2 separate regions of the Cricetulus griseus genome follow, and region 1 is linked to region 2. A link is a contact called in public Hi-C data. All regions are on one chromosome and are shown on one strand. Each heading gives the region's core, a stretch centred on a gene start, on an enhancer-like site or on the middle of the called end of the contact. The rest is flanking DNA. Distances are from core to core; before and after follow the strand shown.

What was found. A called contact is a pair of places that touch in the nucleus more often than the background predicts.
Region 1: a Hi-C map of fibroblasts shows a contact between it and region 2, with 5 times the contacts expected there. The contact joins two enhancer-like sites. A contact is called at or near these places in 3 of 8 Hi-C or Micro-C datasets (the CHO-K1 cell line, fibroblasts and liver).

What each region holds. Positions count from the first base shown.
Region 1 is chr2:261,757,130-261,760,596 of CriGri-PICRH-1.0, reverse strand. No RefSeq gene overlaps it. Among named protein-coding and RNA genes, the nearest start is that of Ccn6, 63 kb to the right of the region's middle. Within about 2 kb of position 1,631, at least 2 of the 6 cell types and tissues checked have open chromatin away from gene starts, as enhancers often do.
Region 2 is chr2:261,701,103-261,704,846 of CriGri-PICRH-1.0, reverse strand. No RefSeq gene overlaps it. Among named protein-coding and RNA genes, the nearest start is that of Ccn6, 7.0 kb to the right of the region's middle. Within about 2 kb of position 1,741, at least 3 of the 6 cell types and tissues checked have open chromatin away from gene starts, as enhancers often do.

The DNA.
Region 1 (3,467 bases), core at 382-2,881, 56 kb before region 2:
TCTGTCAGGCCCCTCCTCCCTAAACGACAGACATGCCATGGCCCTGGGCCTCTGCCCCTTAGATGCCCCTTCTCCAGCTCAGCACTGCAGCAATGGGACCACAGAGGAGACAACCCCAAGTCTTCATGTGCTCATGTGTCTTCCCCTGTGCCTATTTAGCTGCTTCCAGTCCCTGCTTGCTTCTACAAAGTTCCCGTTGTGAACCAGGAATCTGCTTTTTTTTTTCTTTAAAATTTTTTTTATTAATTTACTTTTTACATTCCAATCCCAGTTCTCCCTCCCTCCTCTCCTCCCACTCTCCCCACTCTTCCCCCCTCCCCCCCATCTGCACCTCGGAGAGGGTGAGGCCTCCCTTAGGAAGTCTACTAAGTCTGTCTCATCATCTCTTTGAGGCAGGACCAAGTCACCTCTCCACCCCCACTCCCTGTGTCTAGGCTGGGCAAGCTATCTCTTCATTTAGAATGGGCTCCACTATGTCAGTTTGTGCATTAGTGTTAGATTTTGGACCCACTGCCAGTGGCCTCATATGTTGTCCCAGTTGCACCATTGTCAACTATATTAAGGGAGTTTGGTTCTATCTTGTGCAGGTTCCCCATTTGTCAGACCTGAGTGATCTCTCACTAGCTCAGGTCAGCTGATTCTATGGGTTTCCCCATCATGGTCTTGACTCCTTAGTTCATATTATCACTCCTCCCTCACTTTAACTGTACTCCAGGAGATTGGCCCATTGGTTAGTTGTGGATTTCTGCATCTGCTTCCAACTGTTTCTGGAAGAGGGTTCTAGCTTCTCTGGGGTCAGCATGAACCAGGAATCTTAACCCAGTGAACATCACTGCCCCCAGCTCTGCTAGTCGTGGCCATGAAACATTGTAGCTGGTGCCACTGTCTTCATTGTAGCTGGTGCCACTGTCTTCACTGAGCTCCACTTTTTAGGGCTGTCTGCATGTGCAGTCACACCCATCGCCATCGACATCTTTCTTGGATCTAAAGGGCAGTATAGTTATAAGAACTCAGTAAACAAGTTCAGCACTTGCCCTGCTGTCTACTATGTCAGCCATGGCTTGTACACCACCTCTGAGACTGGTCTGTGTTGAAATCAGTCTCTAGAGTTGGGACCAGAGAGAGGACAAGTGAACACAGTTAGGAGGACTAGGAGGCAGCTGGGCAGCCCTCTGGTTCATTGATAACAGCTTCAGTGACACCCTTGTCCTTTGAGAAGCATCCTTAGAGCTCTCAACATCGAGAGAAACTGCAGTTGCTCATTGTTTTCAGTTCTGCCCTTTCCTCGGGCTTCTTAGCTATTTTATATTCTGGGCATAGCTGCAACTGAAAAGGAAATGTCCAGTGGTGTCAGGTAGTAGCTAGCTACAGGTATATGGTCTGTATTCCAGCTTGGCTTTTATGAAAGTCTGATTGTTTGACGGTCGCCTGAGGGGGGGAAATGATACAGTAGAGTGGGGGTGGGGGGCTGTAAGAGACCAGTTGAAAAGTCAAATTGTGTAGTTTTTGAAGAAAATTCTTTGATAATTTGCTGTACCTTCTTTTGACTTTTGCAATGACAAGCAATGCCCTTGCAGGCAGCACGTACACACCCCGGGTGTGACAGAGCTGATTTCTCTTCACCGTAGTCAGCAGGTCGCTCTGCAGGGAAGACCGTGCGGCTCAGGCTTCCCCGCCCAACAGGGGAGCCGGGTTTGATTGTAACGAACAGCGGCCTCTAGTGGATAACTCAGAATTTGCATTCGGCAAAACTACACCAGGAAATGGGAATCCTGATCAAATTCCAAAGGAACAAAGGCAAGGCGCTTTCCCATTGTTTTCTCTGATAAAGAAGCCCAGGACCCGGGTCTGAAGAGTTCGGCTCATTTACACCTCTCACTCCTGGAGATGATGTTCAAAACATTGTCTTTTTTCTTTTTCCTTCAAACCTTATCACCGGCTTTGATTTTTGAAGGCTCTCCTGCTTGACTCAAAGATTTAACTACGAGGATTCCCATAGACAGCATCCACTTCTCTTATTCTTATTGTGTGTGTGTGTACGCCCGCGCGCGCGCGCACGAGGTCACCCTTGTTTGTTACAATGTCTTCCTGGGCTTCCAACCCTTGTTCCCACACTTGCCTGCCTGTTGCCTCTGAAAACAAACCGTCTTCTCCTTGATCCTCCACCTAGCAGCAGTTGGCTGGTGTAGGCTCCTCCCTGTTCTCTAGCTCTGGTTTTGGCCTCACCCACACATCAGATTCCAGGGTCTGGTCTCCTGGGTGATGTCCAGGCAGAGTTAGCTCTGTCGATGGTGTTCATTCCCAAGAAAAAATGGGGTCAGACATCAGTGATCTCTGACTTTGTCAGGAGCCAGGAGACTTCTGCTGGAGAAAGGCTAAAAATCACAGCTCTGACCTGTGACCTTGCAGAACTGTGATGGGAAGAGGAGTTTGGGGTCTGAGGAATGAGAGAATACATTTTCTTGTAATTTCAGAAAATGAAAAGCCTAGTCTTGGTCTGTGTATGCTGTGATAACTGGACTGGTCTCAATATAGCCTTTTAACCAAGTTTCAAATGGAAGTGCTGAGTGCTTTGTTGTGGCTTTAAACTATGAGTGACACTTGTGCTTGGGCTGTCTCCCTGTCACCTGTGCTCCCTTCATAATTTGACCAAGGGTTAACATTAGCCCAAAGACATTACTCTCCGGGCCATCCTGCCCATCAAAAGATAAGTTGTGTGGACCCTGTTGGCTTTCTATTCAGCGGCAACTGTTGTTCTGACAAGGGTTCTTGGCTATACTCCAGGCAGGCCCTCTGAGCTCTCTTCTTGACAAGCCCTCAACCTTGACCTACAAAGACTTGGACAAACAGAAACATAGTTACTAAAGTTTAAAGCTCATGCCCGGCTGGTCCCAGGCTCCCCAAACACACTGACTTTAGTAAACTCAAAGCTATCAAAAGAATTTACTGCTTGTCCCAGTCAGTACCTGAAGATAGAGCTCTGGAATCTCAGTCCCAATGGATGGGAGGAGCCAAGTGTCAGTAAATGACAGTTACCAAATGCAGTCTCAGGACGGCCTCTAAAACCACAGAGAAACCCTGTCTCGAAAAACCAAAAACAAACAAACAAGAAAAAACAACAACAACAACAACAACAACAACAACAAAACAAATGCAAGTGGGCTTTCAATAGACCAACCTCTTCTTGTAAGACCTTGTAAGACCTATTTAATAGTGCATATGGACCTAAGTTCGATTCCTGGCACGTACATACATGCTAAAACAAGGCATGGCAGTGTGCACCTACAATTCCAGCGCTTGGTGGCCAGGAAGGGTGAAAGGGTGAAAGGTTAAGAACAGAGATGGGTGGATCTCTAGGTCCAATGAGAGACCTTGCCTCAAAAAATAAGGTGGTGAGCGATTGAGGAAGATCCCCCAAATGTCCATCTTTGGCCCCCAACACACGCACACACACACACACACACACA
Region 2 (3,744 bases), core at 492-2,991:
TGTTCTCACTGGAACAAAACTTCCTTCATGCAATGTCGTCAACCCATAGACGCAGTTTCTGGAATCTCTGATTCAACTGGGGACTGTAGAACATAGGCAGTAGGCAGTAGGAGGCAGTCTGGAGTCTGAGTTCCCAGTGAATTCTGTCCTAGCACTGGAGGAAAAGAAGCATGTTTTGGGAGCAGCCAGAGGTGAGGAAGAGGTCCCCGGGGTTTCCAATGCTAATCAGAAATCTTCCAAGAGTGAAAGCTGTTCACTTCTTGTCAGGGTGCTGCGGAGATGCCTGTGGGGAACCCTCGTCACAATGTTTGTACCTAGGTTCAGGATCTTCCAGCACACTAATGATTCTCCCATAACCCAGAGCAGAGGGGTCATTCCACATAGTCTGGGGAGACTGGCATACAATAGTAGGGTCTGAAGCGAACCATTGGGGGAGGGCAATGTTTCATTCCAGGCTGCAGAACCTGGAATCACAAGCCAGAACAGGACGGAGGAGCCTAGTAATGACGGCTATCAGCTCAACAGAAGGGGGACCTGGGGTGACTTAATTTAAAGGATTCTAAATAGATGTGACATTTCTTGAATACTTGCGCTTCCGAATGGAAATTCTTGGTTGCTGCAGTTGTGTACACTAAGGTTGGATACAAAGCCTTGAGAATCTCTGGATGCTGCCACTACAATGGCAGCATCCAGGACTGACTGCAGCATTGCTTTCCACATTGAAATCTTGACATGGACTACTTTGGGGAACCTTTTGTGGGAGGCTCTATCACCTGACAGCCCAATAGTGCATAGGAATGAGTTCAGTTAGGATCCACTTCAAAGCCAAGGAAGAAGTGTTTCCAGTGAAAGTCTGTGTAACGCTTTGGGAGACTCAAGGAAGAGAAGTCACGGGAAGATGGCGATTTACATTTAAAAGCTGTAAGTGCAAAGACCGCTAGGATTTGTTGAGTTGCTCTGCAATGTATTTAAATGCTTATTTCGTCTAGGGAAAAATCCAGACGAGACAAAATAAAGATGCCTCTTTTGTCTGACTTGCAAAGAAAGGGAACAATACGGCATTCTAATCTGCAAATCCATAGTCAAAGAAAACACTGACCAAATAAAAGGAACGCTGCGTTAACACTTTCCGCCTTAACGCGGAAATGTGGAGTGTTTGTATTGTCTGAGATTCCCTCTTGATCGACCGCCCTCTACCGGTAAGAAGCCGAAGTGCCACTGCGGGGATCACGTGGCCGCCCCACCCACGGTTGAATGTCTGAGAATTCCTGTCTGTCCAATTGTGCAAATTCCCGGTGACAATGATTGGTGAGCACATGGCGGCGATGAAATCGACACAGCGAGACCATTTTACGTGAAGAGTACTTTCGTCTATCTGGATAAGCATGTTTGTGATTGGATCCCGCCCCGCCCCACTATTTCATTGTCTTTCTCTTGCTGGTATGTATGTATCACTACTCGGTGGCATATTAAAACAGATGCGGATTTAAAGGTTTTCGGAAGCTACATCTTTCGTTCAGAGTGCAGTGTGAAATAAAAATGATTCTCACTACGGAGAGATCTGATCTTGCTGTGGAATGAAAAAGTCGAATGCTTGCGACCGAGAAAGCCTTCTCCTTACTCAACCCGAGCCTTATGGTAGTGATGGAAAAGCCTCCTGCAGCCACCATCCTAGCTCTCCTGCAGGAGACTTGGCGAGATGGCGGCGGGCTCCTCCCACCTCTGCGGCAGCCGAGATCAATAATGCAAGGCTCTGCGGCAAACACGCGCCTCTTTCTTCCCCTGCAGCCGCCATCGAGAGCGGGCGGCTGGAACGTTGATCCGTTGCGCCATCTAGTGTCCTTTAGAGTCCAGTGCAGCTTGAAAGCTGCAAAGGGAGTCAAGAGTTTTCAACAGCTGATCTTATTTAAAAGGACAAAGGGAAAAAAAATAAGTAGTGAGTCTATTTTCCTGTGAAGCTTAACGTAAAGGCTAGAACTCCTAGTGCCAGTCGTCACATGAAATAAGAGACTTGTTACGTTTTATTACCCATGTCTTAGGTTACTATTACTGTGATGGAACACCAAGACCAAAGTAACTTGGGGAGGAAAGGGTTTCCTTGAAGGAAATCAGGGCAAAAATTCGAGCAGAGAAGAAACCTGAAGGCAGGAGCTGAAGACGGCGGAGGAGTGCTGCTCACTAGCTTGCTCTCTGTGGCTTGCTCAGTCTGCTTTCTTACAGAACCCAGAGCCACCAGCCCAGGGATATCACCACCCACAATGGCCTGGACCCTTGCCTGATCAATCACTAATTGAGAAAATTCCCTACAGTCTTGTTTACAGCCCAGTCTTATGGAGCCAGGTTTTCAATAGAAGTAGCATTTAAATACTTGTGTCTTAATGACTCTACCTTGTATCTAGCTGTCATCAAGCTAGCTAGTACCCCCGTTATTTTGAAGTACTCTGTTTACTACATGATCCATGCTAACAGGAAAAGCATATCTGGCTAAATTTAAATTTCAGGTTAAAAATCAATAATTATTTAGTATAAGTATGTCACGTATGCGTTAAAACATTTCACTAGGCATCCTATCATGATCATTATCTTTGGTTTTATTGGCCAAAGTTGACAGCCCTCCTATACACAGATTGTTCTAGTACAGGTTTTACAAGGGCTGGTAGCCAGGCTTGTACTGCTTAAGGCATTTTGCTGTGGGTGCCCTCTTCTGGCCTCCAGTGGTACTGCACACACCTGCTCCCTCCCTCAATAGACTGACTCATTATTAAAAAAACTAAAAGTTAGGAAGACAACTAGGAGCCAGGTGGTGGGCTGGCGCCTTTAATCCCAGCACTCAGGAGGAGAGGTAGGTGGATCTCTGTGAGTTCGAGGCCAGTCTGCTCTACACAATGAGTTCCAGGACAGCCAGAGTTGTCACATGAGAAACTCTGTCTCAAAAAAACAAAATAAATGAATAAATAAATAAAAATAAAGAAGGAAAGAAAGGAAACCAGGAACAGGACACCGGATTTGCATGCTTTTCTTTCCCTGCAACATTAGCCCCACCCACATTTGGGAGTACAGATAATGCTTGGTCCCGCTTCTCCTTCTTTTCCCGTGGCAGTTTTCTGTGTCTAATTAACCCAGCTCTCCTTCCCACTCAGAGCTCCCTCTGCAAACCAGACGAGCAAGGCAAGGCATCACACTTGCACATGGCCTTGTTTTTCTTATGCCCTTGGAATGAGGACATCTGCTTCTTTTCAAAAGTCTCTGACCTAGGGCCCACACAGGTGGCAGGGCAGGGCAGGGCAGGGCCATTTGTGACTTGAGCGAGTGCTGCTGACCTGGTTCACCAAAAGCCAAGCAGAATGTGGTAACTTCTCCACTCCCCAGGCATGCAGGGAGACACTGCAGACCCTGGGCCCTCTCCTCACGCTGCCTCCAAGATTGCACAAGTGTAGGTTCACCGGGCTGTGATCAGGTTAGTGAAGGAAGAGAGAGCACACTTCTCTCACGCATGCATCGCTGCAGTCGAGCTGGTATCTTGAAGCTAGAGCTTGGTAGATTTGGGGACATATTTAACAGAAGGGCTGGATAATCAGTATCAGCAAATGCGCACAAAAGTAAACAACCAGTAGATGTATTCGAAATCATGCGCATGCTTGACTTTAGTGGTTAAAATGTTACTTCAAAAAGGACTGTTTCAGACTCTCAGCAAGTTTCTGCTATGCGAATGCCCTTCACACCCTTGGGCCTCGGTACCAGCCG